Regions from separate parts of the Drosophila melanogaster genome. Here region 2 is linked to region 1. A link is a contact called in public Hi-C data. All regions are on one chromosome and are shown on one strand. The core of a region is the stretch at or near the end of the contact, and the rest is flanking DNA. Distances in the headings are between cores, read along the strand shown.

The links. A called contact is a pair of places that touch in the nucleus more often than the background predicts.
Region 2: a contact with region 1 is called in a Hi-C map of the Kc167 cell line, with 2.1 times the contacts expected there. The contact joins two enhancer-like sites. A contact is called at or near these places in 14 of 107 Hi-C or Micro-C datasets (the D17-c3 cell line, the Kc167 cell line, the ML-DmBG3-c2 cell line and 5 more).

The regions. Positions count from the first base shown.
Region 1 is chrX:3,203,703-3,210,575 of dm6, forward strand. The region is part of intron 2 of dnc (dunce); the gene reads left to right. Among named protein-coding and RNA genes, the nearest start is that of CG14265, 30 kb to the right of the region's middle. Within about 2 kb of position 2,574, at least 13 of the 39 cell types and tissues checked have an H3K27ac peak or open chromatin away from gene starts, as enhancers often do.
Region 2 is chrX:3,268,212-3,275,084 of dm6, forward strand. All of the region lies in intron 4 of dnc (dunce), which reads left to right. Among named protein-coding and RNA genes, the nearest start is that of Sgs4, 22 kb to the left of the region's middle. Within about 2 kb of position 3,505, at least 6 of the 39 cell types and tissues checked have an H3K27ac peak or open chromatin away from gene starts, as enhancers often do.

The DNA of each region.
Region 1 (6,873 bases), core at 1,324-3,823:
AGCAATAAAATATTCATGATGGACGAGCTATGCATAATTTAGCCAATGCAAATTCACAACTGCAATTTGGACGCGCAACGAAACTTTCCAATTGTTTTGTTTGCCTTTTTTTTTCGCGTAAACTGTCAAAAGCACAGCGGCACTTAAATAAATTGTCGTATATACGATTTCAAATGCAGAGTCTGTCACTTTTTGGTCTGCGCAGAAATTCTGCAGTGGGTGTACATTTAATACTACTACTAAGCCAAGTACTTTGCTGCTCATAAAGCGTAATCAAGCTAATTGTTTAAAAATTAACAGCTGTGCCAGACTTTTCTTACTTGGAAAAAAAAGGATTTAAAAAAAATATATACTCAAAACTACGAAATTGATTAAAAATAATCAAGCTTCTTTTTACCATTCAATTTCGTGGCGACCACTTTTGTTTTTATGTCCCATCTTAAACTCGCAGTCGCCCCATTGAAATTGGAAAAACACTTTTCCTTCGTCACCTGCCAGAGCATAAATGTCAAAAAAAAAAAAAAAAAACACAAATCAAAAGCGCAAGAAAATGACAAACATACGAGAAAATTACATTGACCGAGCGATATAATTCAAATCGAAAAACATTAATTAAGGCAACACAATATAAAACTCGAAAGCATCAACGAGATTAATATGCGTAATTTGCCAAACTGAAAACTGCGCAAGACACAAAAATAAACATTTGGAAATAATTTGGTCAATTTTTTCATCATTCATTTATTTCTTGGCCGGCTTGCCTTGACTCTTGTTAACCAGACCAATTCTGTTTACGAAAATATTTATTAGTCAGCCATTCCAACGGTCTGTTAATTAAATGTTCGGAAAAATATATTACTTTCGGTGTCAGGGACAAAAAACAAACATTCAAAGGAGCACCGCATCTCTATAATTGTCGGCAATTTGTGCCAGAATAAAAAAAACGAATAGAGAAATCATCGGGAATTATTGCTCTATTAATATTTTGACAGACGCACATTGTGCTCTTTAAATTCATCAAGAATTTTTGTTGTTGTTGTTATTTTTGAAGCCAGCAAAACCTAATTGAAATATTTGCTTTGACGTTGTCAGGCTGAAAAATACGTGTGAAAGAATTCTTTTTAACGAGCACAATGAAATAAACATTTAACAGTCACAGTATGCACATAATATTGTTGCTACTGATGATTTTGCATTTGAAGACTATGCAGTTAATTGCAAGAATAATGAATTGATAATAGCCATTCTCAACTGAATGCAAAACTTAAAGATTTGTTTATAACCCAGCAGAAAACCACAACAGACTAAAACTTCTGAGTTGACAAGAAGTCGGCGCTTGGAAAACCACAACAAATGCTTCAAAGCTAGATTTTTGGAAAACAAACTTGCGATAAATTTGAGCAGATTACACTGGTCGGCGGATCAGAGGGCGCAAAGGATCTTTACCCGGTTGCCCAAGGACCCTCTGACCCTCTAACCCACCTGCTTTCATTTCATTTAAGCCATCAAATAGTTTGCCTTTTCGGCCAAAAGCCTTTCAATTTGTTGCCGTTGTTAAATGCTCGAGGCGCATGTTTGTGCGCCACAAAAAATGGAAGGGGAAAAGTCGTGGCTGTCGGCGAGGGAAAATTCTTATATATATATAAATACATATATATGTGTACGTGCATGTGTTGTGTACTTTTTCATTGCAGACAAACTCTTAAACTTTACATAAAACAAGCAAACAAGAGCAAAATGTAAACAAAACCGTGTGTTTAAAATAAGACTAAACTTAAGTAAAATAAAATCCTGCTCTATCCCATAGTTATAGTATATCAAAGGAGCTGCTTGATGGTGTTTCTAAATATTTACAAAAAAAGAAGAAAAAAAAAAAAAACAAACCGGCAACGATGGAAACTTTATTAATTGCCAGCAAAGTTTTCAACTCTTCTCCTTCACGAGAATTTTCGGTTTGTTTAGGTAATTTAAATTATGACCGTGCGTTCTTTACTTTTGATTTACACAGTTCTATGTTGTTTTGTTTCATTTTTTGCGGTTAGCCTCGCTCCACGAGAGCAATTAAAGCGGCCTCTATGTAAACCCCATCCAAATTTAGGGCCTAATTCATTCCCTTTTTTATTTCGGCTGTCACAACCGACTTACATAAGAAGAAACTCGGACCCAAAGCTGGGCATCTGGCCAAAAGCAAAGCAAAGCAAAGCCATAGCATTTGGCCACTCGAGCAGCTGAGCAGCCCCAGCATATGTGACTGTGTCCTGGATTGACACAATTGTCGACCAATGTCAATGCCTTCGAGCTTGTGCACAGTGGTTCAAGGTACGCGAAAAGCTAAGCTTATGTTCCCAACTATCACAAGCTTAGCACTTGACTTGTTAATTTTATCGGTGTTTGGGTATTTGAGTTAACTACTACTACCAAAGTGAAAGAAATAATAATTTTTTTCCGGTTTTTTTTTTTTTTCGCCAAGTCAGTGTGCCTCTTTTGTAATCCTGCCGCTTGGATTGTCCTGCCGGCCCATTCTCGCTGCCACCGCCCACTGCGCAGGCGTTTCGCCCTCTCTCTCTTTCGCTCCTTCGACTGCCTTTGTATTTGTGTGTGAGTTCCGCTCGAATGAACTCACTCAACTTTTCTCAGCCCGCTCTGGTCCTTCACCGTTATTTGCATCGTGCGTTGCCCTTGTGCGTTGCGGACTTCTCAGCTCCAGCTGCCTGTGCACTGAGAAAAAAATATTATGCCCCTAAGGCAGTCATGCAAAATTAAAGTATCTAATTCATTTGTATAACAATTCTTCGATTGCCTTGTTGCAACAGATATACTAAAACCGACTTTTATTCTACAAAGATAAAATTTAAAAAATGAACAAAAGTTATAAAAAAAATAAGTAGAAAAATGCGTTATTTAAACTTTGCTCTGCTTGTGTGGCCTTTTCTCTGTGTTCCTTTCGGTGTTGCTTTTATGTAATTACATACAGAAGAGAGCAATTTTCCTTTCATTTTTGCTTTTATTTTTGGCATTTTGACCCCATTCGACTGGCGTTTACCTTTTCGTAATTCATGTACTCTTGTTGTTGCTTCACCGGCAAACTTGAAGCATTCATAAATTGTAATTAAAGCAAAATAGAATCCACGAAAGGACCGATAAAAACGTAGGTTTGGCGCCAAATTTCGCTAGGCGTGACATCATTAAAAAACAAGTTGCAACAAACTTTTAATTAGATTACTCAACGCCAACGTCAGCTGTTGCATGTGTTTATACATTTTTTTTCTATACTCTTTTCTTGTTTTATGTTTAAATTTTGCTTTTTTGTTTTTTGTTTTTGTTTTTGGGGCAGCTCCAAAAAGGGGAATGGCTCCATATTCTGTGCATCCCACACACATTCCTTGCAAAAACTTTTACTTCGACTTGCACTTGTCTAGCTTGCGAAAGTTTTTGAGCTCTGTTTTCCAAACTTTAAAATTGCTGTCATCACAGCAGGATATTGGACAGCAGACCAAAAGCTGACGGCTGCGACACTCGATAGCGGGAAAATCAAGTAATAGGGCTTTAAAATTGTAATTAAAACTTGCGTATAATTTTTTTTTATTAAGTTTGCACAATATGTGATAAAAAAAAAATCATAAAATGCACTATTGTTCAAAGACTTAAACAATTAAAACTAAATTACAATTGAAAAGAAAATCGTTCAAAGTTGTTTTTTACCTGAAATTGTCTTGTTGAACTTTTGTCACTGCTACAACTAAGTATGGTTTCGAATGCATTCGAAATGATAATAAAAAGTTGGGCAATATATTGCGTAACCTTTGATAACCCATAACGATTGCGAATTGTGGGTTGCCTGGCGTCAGTGCATAGGAATTTGGCATAAATTCACTCCATTTGCCCGTCTATTTCGCTATTTTCCTGCTGTTGTCAACCAGGCAGCGCTGCTTTGGGGCAATGGCATTGGGGAAGGTGGAAAATGTGGGAAAATGGGTGGGAAAAACGGGGTGGCAGGGGGCGAAAATGCGGACATTGAAAGCTACAGCGAAAGCGGATGCCACTTTTATTATTATTGTTTTTTTTTTTTTTTTCTTTTGCTGGCCCCTTGGGCGGGAATCAACAGTTTGATTGCTACACTCGCCGCATTCTATCACTCACACAGATACTCACACTCGCACTCGGGATACACACACCGTACCACAAGTTACTCACAGAACACAGACATAGACATTCATTTCGCTTAGAGCTACATTTTAGTTCGTTAGCATCGAAGTTTAATGGGCGACACTTTGGCCACAAATTAAATCAATTCATTTTGCCATTCCAATAACTGGAGCAACGAATCCATTCACATGGACGACTGAAGTGCGATTGTTGAATTGTTGAAAGCAACAAAAAATATGGTTGAGGTAATAGCAATCAATTGTGGCGATACTTAATGGATCAATTAATCAGTTATGTGAGGAATTTTTGAATAATATTGTATGTCAGCAAAAATGTCGTTTTTTTGCTCTGCCAATTTAATATATGCATTTTCATGCCTACCTTTGCTTTTGAGTAACATTAAATCGCAGATATTTCTAAGCTCGTTCTAAAACGTGGAGAACGAAATAAATTTAAATAAAATTCACTCTCAGCTAACTTGGGCTGATATATAAACTCGCATTTCATTCAATTATCTGCGATCAAGCGAATTTTCCAGCTAAAGGTATATCAAATTTCCTTAGCTGCCTCATATTTACCCGCTTGGGTGGCAAAAAGGTCAACTTCGCTGTAGCTAACATTTTTGCGATGGGTCTTAATATACAATATATATAGAGTAATAAGGTGCCTTTTTTTTGCGAGAAACTCTTTAAAAATTGAACAAGAAAATGTGCCTGGGACCCTTTTTTTCTTCTTTTATTATATATTATAGTGTGTGTTTTTTTTTCTCATGGCAACCCGTGGAAGCAGACTGACAGTCAGACTGGCATATTGATATCTGTTAGTCATGCAAGACGTTTGCCGCGATGGGCGTGGCACAGCCAAGGGGCGGAGCCCAGACAACAGCCCCATAAAGGCAACAAAAAGGTGGAAACAAAAAAAATCTGGCAAAATAAAGGAAAGCAATGTAGCGAAGGCAGAATGCTAAAAGGTAAAGTGCAATCGAACATTTTGTTAATATACTTTATGAGTTTTTGGTCGTGACGACGACGTGTTGCTGCCAAAGACCAAAAAAAAAAAAAAAGAAAATTCTAAAAGGGAATGGAAAGGAAATAAGGCTATCCATATTTTCTATATCCCCAATGCACCAACTTGAATGTTCTCTGCCAACTTGGAATATTTATCATATTTCGCAATTGAGTAGGAAGGAAAACGAAGCAATAACATAAATATTAAAACCATTTTCTTTTTGATTTGTGATTTGTTTTATTACTTTCATACTTTTTTTTTTTTTTTTGTATGGTCAGTTTTTCCACCCGAAAAGAGCATCCACAAGTCTGTTTCACGTTTGCCAAACTCAATTTCTGACTGACAGCCGTCCATATGGACGTGGGCCTGCCACGTAAGCCCCATATCATCCCTTCTATATTCTTCTAACATTTTTTATACTTTTTTATTTCATTCACCTGGAGGGCTCTGGGACGTTTTGGTCCCAAGAGATTTGCGTTGGTCGGGGAAAAATAAAGTAAAAACGAAGGCAGAAGGAAGGCTGTGGAAAAATAGCAACAAGCTTTTTTAAGACATTTTCTCCCAGCCACGATTCGTTGATATTATTTTTTATTTATTTATTTCGGCCCACCATGTGCAGAGTCCTTCGATTCCATTTCCCGCTTTATGTTAATGGCAAGGCGAACCGCAAAGGGCTTTTCTCTTTTTCTTTTTTTTTTTCGACATGTTTGTGTGCGGAAAAATAGGAAAATTCCGCTATGTTATTTGGGGAATTGAAAGTAAATAACGAATGACGAGCCGAAAAACCCTTTTCACGTCTCTGAGAAAACAAAAAAAAAAAGGACTTCTTTTGCTAATTGGTCATGCGATATGACCCTTTGGTGAGCGGAGGCCTGCGAGGCGGTCTTGGTGAAAGGGGGCGTGGCATCCATTTCCTTGGAATATGCATAATTTGCTGAAATGCCTTTGGGCCTTTCGGGCTGTGCGACTTGCAGTTTCGTGTCAATGGATTTTCCTCCTTTTAACCCATTTTCATGCTGCACAAATCAACGGATATTGTGCACTGACAATTTCCGCCCTTTTCTCTGTGCTGTCGGGGAAAATTTCAAAAACACGCCAGCAAAACTTTTCATACAAAGTGACAGCACTTCCGACTTCTTCTGCTCATTTTCCATCTTGCTACACTGGTGCGAAAATATCTAAAGCTTAACAACATGCTCGCTTTGGTAATATTTTATGAAGATTTCCGTAAACGAATAAAAATTTTCTATGAAATGAATAAAAATATTGTATTTCAAATAAAACTATGTGGCATTAATTTCTTGCAGTGTATGCATACAATCCAGAGCACTCACAGGATCAGGATCCACTGGGAATGGGGCGTTGAATGTCAAGCGTGAGTTGTGGGCGTGGCCATGTCATGGGCACGTCTATCTGTTAGCCCCAAGAAAAGTGGGCCACCATCAACTTGCGCATAATGAAGAATGAAGCTGCTAGTTGCCGTCTGGTGAAACATCGCTAATTGCAATGAAAACACTTGTTGGTAGCGGATTGTGGATACTACACGGCAAATAGCGGGTTTCAAGACTTCAACTCTCACCACTTTACTCTAATGTTGAAAATAATTGAGATTTTCATCACTTGGTTAGCAAGAAACCATGATATTGTGTTTTTCATGAACTTTTGCAGTGGAAAACTTTTCGCAAACAAAATTGATTAAAACTGGGAGCTTCACAGCAG
Region 2 (6,873 bases), core at 2,255-4,754, 65 kb after region 1:
AAAGTGCAGGCAGGATAGGTAAGTGAAAAAGGTGGCAAAGAAGTCCGGGGCAAATGGACGCGTGTCAATTTGATTTAATAATGAATGGCACTTGCAAAAGTTTTTGCAAAAGCGATGGCAACTTTCGTCGGCCTAGATTTTCAATTACGCATTTTCAATGCCGCACTGCTCATTGGGCTCACCGCCTCTCGTTTTGTTGATTCGTTAAGATTTTATGCCTTTTCTGTCGACATTTTATTGGGCTTTCACTCATCAAGTATACGCAATGTGGCCCGCAAGTCTTTCATCATTTTTATTCGGTTTCGTGCGGAGCATAGCCCCGTTTCTCGTTTATTTTATATTTTTTTTTTTTTGCCTGCCCGCAGCGGATTCAAAAATGTATCAATTCTTGCGGGCGAGCCAAGCCATAAATTACCTTTTAGAGTGAAAAATCTTTGGGCATTTCTTTTTTTTTTTTTTTCTTATAAACCATACCATACAAGGCTTACATTGAATTATGTAATACTCTATATACGATTTATGCATTTTTCAGACTCCATTTATTCGTATGTACACTTTTGAGCCGAAAGAGAGAAGCTTGCTCTTCTGTTTTCAATGATTAATGGCGTGTGTTGTTCAGCGCCTGGAAAAGTTGAATTTTCCTTACCCTCTGCGACGACATAATGAGCACTGTCATTAACTTGTTTTATGTCGCCTAATCAAGTTGCTTTTTTGCCTGACCATGGTTTTTGCGACCTTGGGCTTGCGTTTGGCAAACAAATTAACCAGGCCATGAGAGAAAAACTAAGAAAAGGCGGTGGAAAATGCGGAAAAAGCTGTGCTGAATGTGCTATGCTCGTTCAGTAAAGTGAGTCCGTTTGTGCGGCGAGTATCGGCAATTAAAGGCACACGAAATGGCTGGCCCAAAATGGAGTTAAGTAGTTAGTTGTTTTTACCAACTACTTAAATGCTATATATTTTGATTTTGACATAAAGAAACATGTATTTTTCAACTCGCCGACAAACTGTGTTTACAAACAAAGCATAAGTGATGAGGATAGTAAAAAAAAAAACCAAGCAGCAATAAGCATATTTATTGTTGCCGGGGCACACAGTGCGTATGAGCGATGTTGAAACAACTCGTGCACTCATATTTGCTGCTTTGCCCGGGTATATCCTTTCCCGGCGTCTCCTTAAGTGTCCACTTCCTAGCTGGGATCACTAAGCTCCTCGACTGTTATGCGATGTCCTTGCTAACTGTTGCCCGTAGTTTCTGAGCTGGCGAACTTCTGAGTTTCTGCTGGAGCCATTAACGTTGATGCGCTTAATGTTGACGCACACATGGCCACATCCTTGCTACGAGATACCAACACAGACTGGCGCGCGCGGCAATCCTTTGGCCTTATTATATTTATGTGTGTGTGTGTGTGTGTGCTTATTATCCTTATCGCATATTTCGCATAAGAAGCTAGTGAGAGTGAGAGCGGATGGCTGGCAAATGTCAAGCATCGCGAATGAAGCTACACTCAGAAAGGTCATCCAAAAATCTCAATAATAATTGCGCTTGTTTTTCTTTTTGTTTTTTGCTGGAAGATATGGCTAGCTAATATGCAATATAATATTTTTAGTGTATTCTGGTTTTGGCCTTTCGCTTTCATACTTCAAATGATAGCGATTGACAGAAAGTCGACAGTTTGGATGGCTGTCACTCGTTGGTCCTTCGTTCGCTGTACTTCCTCTTGCTGGTTTTTGTTCTATTCCAGTTTCTGTTTTGTCCTTCAGTTGGTTGTAGTTTATGCAAAATATTTGCCCTCCGACCCCACAGTCTCTCCCACTGTGTTGCCATGTTGACAACTTAATATTGGAGCAACAAACAAACAAAAAAAAATAAAAAACGAAATAAAAATACTCATTCGACGACCGGAAAATCCTCAACAGAGAATGGAAAGTGGGCGTGGTAAATGCCATTGGGTGCACTGTTCGTTTGATGAGATTACATATGTATATGTACATATGTCTTCGGCATCAAAAGGCGATGAAAATATTTTCGTACTACAACTTTAGTCGGCTTGATTACTGATCTAAAAAGACAAAAATTTATCATAGGAATTTTTAATTTAATTTGCAACTTGTTTTTTAATGTCATGCAGCTTTTTTTTTTGTACGCAACTCATTCCAATTGTCTGCTTGAAACCAGCTCACTTTTGTCACATTTTATTGTTGATAAAGTTCTTGAAAGAGTAGACCAAGTGCTCTAGTGCTCAATTGCTGCCTCTGCATTCTGGCAGCTAATCAAGTTTACACGCTTTTCCGGGTATCAGGGGTTAAAGGTGGGCTAGACAAGTAGAAGGGGATTGACTGGTTTTCCGCGCAACGCAAAATTGTTGACAAGAATTCTTTGATGGCTGCAGGTTACGTGGAACAGAAAGCAACCCAGAAACCAGATGGTTACGCTCGAAATTAATAAAAAAAAAAAATGTATAATAGAACGTAAAAAAACCGCTGGAATTTGAGTGAAAAAAGGGGAAAATGTTCATAAATGACAACTTAAAATATTAGCTAGTTAGCCAACTTTTTGTTTTTATGAAGAGTCAAGTATCCTGGCAAACACTTTCTTCCTTTCTCTGATCGTCTTTAAAGCAATCATTTTACTTAACATAATGTGTAATGTTAAATGTAATGTGGTTGCTACATTAGCTTTTAAGACATTATTCATAACGACTTATGATTCCGGGCTATGCTCGCATATTCTTTTCCCTTTTACTTCACCTGAGGCTAATTTCACCCCTCAGCATCTCTTTTATGTTTTTCCTATGTTTTTCATATTGATTTCGAGAGGAAATTGCTGCGAATAAACTGTGATGACGGTATTTTTATATAAGATGAACAAGAGATGCTTCTGCAATTTTTGTCAACAGGTTGTCTTCTGACAGCCGCCAGCATATTTGGCTTACATAAAACCTTTGTAAGTTGGCATAAAGACGGTGGTAAACATGTCCACAGAAAAAAAAAAAAAACAAAAAAAAAGACATCTGCTTCTCAGTTTTCTTTCTTTAACAATAATCCATAGAAGATATATTATGTTCATATGCTTCAGTTGGAAATTGAAAATATTAATTAATGTTTTTTTTTCGTCTTGCAAAAATATGCTTAGTCCGATTTGACACCTGTAGTTCTTATTTTCTGCGAACCATTAAGTAGTTAAACCGGTTAGTAAACTCTTCATATTTCTCATAACCGTATATCCAAAGGCAGGGAAAATTCTTTATGTTTGCCTTCCTTGCGTTTTTCCGGGCACACAATAACTTTTTAATGAACATCGTTAACAATAACGAGCACAAATCAGTTTTCATATTGTCGAATGGCCCCTGGGTCTTTCCACCTGTTTTCCCCGGGTTCCACTTTCCATTTCCATTTTCCACAAGCCACCCTTAACCCCCCAACCCCCTCGCAACCATCTAATGGCTTCGTTTGCTGACCCTCGAGCGTGTGTGTGTGAATTTAATTTGCCTCCTAATTTGTATGAATATTTTGTTTGTGTGTGGGTTTTTCGGGAGTGCCGCACGAGCTCTGCCATCGCCCAGCCACCCCTTTTTTTTTTTCGTCCAACCCTTGCCACTTCCCCTAACAATGCTCAAAACAGCTTCCGTTTCCGCTTTTTCCTGGTTATTTGTTTACCACCCGTGGAGAGAAAGTCTGGTGTATAAGTGTTCCCAGCTCGCTGAGCACACGAGCCACAACAACTACGGCAACATGGAAAGAAAATCAGAGCTCTAACTAAAGTAATTGATCCTTTTTTTATAAATAGAAAAAACTTTTCGCAAAACTTTTGAAGAGTTTCACGAGTTGTATAAAGACTCGAAATTTATTTAAATTTTTTTTTTTTTGATTTTACAAAGGAAAGTGCACTTGTTTCGCTCGCCTGACATTGACACGCTGCTGAGCAAGTGGCTACGACGTGGAGGGTGGTATGGTTAAATGTGGCAAAAAAACACTTCATAATTTAATTAGTGCTGACAGCCTCGTTCCCATTTACCAAGTAGCGATGCAATTGCAGAAGCAGGTGGTATGATGTGCAAGACACGGCGGGCAAAGTCAAAAGAATATATCTTTTGGGCTTCAGGCCATATTTCTACGAAACGTTTTTCCTTTTTTGCACCACGTACTTGTCACTGGGAAAAAAATGAACAATTAATAATTCCAATAAAAACAAATCCCCGCACGCACAAAACATAAAGAGCAAACAAAGAAAGCCATTCATTCCTGCCCCTCAAGGATTGAGGAGGAGATCGGGAAATGGGGGCGTGACCGAAGAGCAAATGAAAATTCCGCTCACTGACATAGAAACACAAAACAGAGGAAAATGGTAAAAGCAACACAAGACCAAACAGCGCAGGAATATGAAATGTTGTCAGAGAAAAGTGGTGAGCAACAAAAGGAAAATTTGAGGCGAGGAAAATGGAAAAGCGGATTAAAGTGAAGCAAAATCTTATGAAAAGTGCGAGGCCAAAAGAGAAAACTAAACCATTTCACACGCCTGCCTCTAACGCGAATAGTTTTGGCCAAAAAATACAAGTAAAAGCAACGAGAGTAAACAAACAATGTTACGAATGAAAAAATGAAAGCTTATATTGCTGCACAGTCTGTTCATATATATATTTTTTTTTCTAATTATAATTGCTCAATTTTGCGCTTGATAGATCTTAGATTTTCTTGAAGGACAGCTGTTGTTGAAAAATAATAAAAATATAAACGCGTATGTATATAGTATATAAAGTATTTGGGAAATCTGAGCATCTTCAATGTTGAATCTTTAACTGGGACAATTACTTTTAAGCTGAGCTGCCAATGAAACATGAGTGGCCACAAAAAAAGCGAAACAAACAAGGAACAGTATCAGTTGAGCAAGTTCTACTTGAATGGATCATAAGCCAAACGCTTGCAAGTGAAACAAAAAGTCTAACACAAACAAACAAAAAAAAAAACAACAAGAGGAGCAAACTTTGCCTCAGCTTTCACCTTTCGCCACGTGACAGCGTTCTTCCGTCTCGTTTCTTTGTCTTCGCTTTTCCTTTCATCTTGTCATTCACCTTTTTTGGCCAACAGAGCATGCATCTTGGTTGAGAGGAATGGGAAAAAAAAACTCCGCCTATCATCTGCGCATTTTCCGCCAGGATATTGTTCACTTGCTCGTTTCATTTCATATTTAATATTTGCTGTAGTCCTTGTTATTCATTGAATTACTATATAATTGCCTTCAATAAGAGAGAGCAGGCACAAGCATATTATATTCGCCTTAAATCGCCTTAAAAAGAGCGTGAAAGAGCGATGGCAAAACAATTTATCGAGTTGGCCATGTGTGAGCTTGAAGTGCCTATAAATATTTTGATAGCAGTAACTGGAAAAATGAGCAAAGCCAAAGGCAGACACACACTCACCTGTCCATTCTCCCAGTAGTCAAGCAGACCCAACTGATAAGGCCATCACAGGCGGCACTCGCTAAAAAATATTGCCTATTTATGGTGGGGTGGGGGGGGGGGGGTCATAAAAATGGAGGCCATGGGAATATTGACAGCTGTCGGTCGATCGAATGATGTCGAGCAAAGAAAATACTTGGGTTTTTTTTTTAATCTCTTTTGAATGTGTTGGCAGATCTGAAATTTCTAGCATTCCTTTGCGGCTTTTTGTGGTGTTCACTGTACCTGTCCTAACGGAACAATTTGCCACAATAGCTGCGACCCGTGCTCACTCACTCACAGCACATTTTAGACCGCTTTCTGTCGTTTTCAAGGCAAATGTTTGACGACTGCCTCTCCTGCATACATATGCATGTGTGTGCCCAGTGTGTGTGTGTGTGTGTGTGTGTGTGTGTGTGTCATAGATACCAGATGCTCCCTTAGACCATCATCCACTTTTGTGAAAAAGATCAACACTTGCCCCCAGCGAACTTGAACCGACGACCGACTCTTTAAAGCTCCCTTGTTCAGGGCAAATTTCCGCAATCGATTTTGCATTTTGCTCGACGTTTTTCAGCCCCTCACACTCAGCGGAAGAACTCCCTTCTTTTTTTTTCTTTTTTTGGGGTCAGCCTTTGTGAGGCCAGCGTTATTCTTTACTCAAATTGTTAACCTCCTTGCCGAAAAAATGTTGCATGCCATGTTGTGACCCAACTCTCGTTCACCTACTTTTTAGGGGAAAACTTGGAAGAAGAAAGAAACAAAAAAAAAAAAAAACAACCCAATGGGGCGGGGATGAGTGACTGACTGGCTGAATTGACTGATTGATTAGGGGCGTGGTCGGCGAGGGGCGAAAGTTGCGTGTGAAGAAGTTGTTGTTTTGGCCATTCTTACAATTCCCTAAAATGTTTCTATTATGGAAATAAATGGCAACTATCAAGAAAAGCCAAGTGGGTTAAAGATCGATTGGCAGTCAGCAAATAGTTTACAATAAATTTAAACTTTTGCACACTTAACGCAACTAGTTTTTAAACTATATTAATGAAATGAAGTGTCTGAATATTAGTTACAATAATGCCGTTTATATAAGGTTTGCCATAAAGCTAAGCTAACCAACACAAAAGACCAGGTGGCAAACAAAAAGGATATCTCGCATTGCTGTGTGGGTAAATTCAAATGTTTGTAAGCTGGAAAGAAAAAAGAGAGCAATAAATAATGGTCGAAATGGCAGTTTTTCATTTTGAACAAAAACCAAAAAAACCTAACCGCATTCGAGTGGCTTTAATACATTTTTTGTCACTCGCGGGCACAACTATTGCAAATGGAAAAGGCTTGCTGTGCTGCCCTTTTGTATTTTTGTATTAACGACATTTTGATTTTGCAAACTTTAAACTTTGAACTTTGCCGTGTCTCTGACAATCGAAAGTGTTCATTCTGT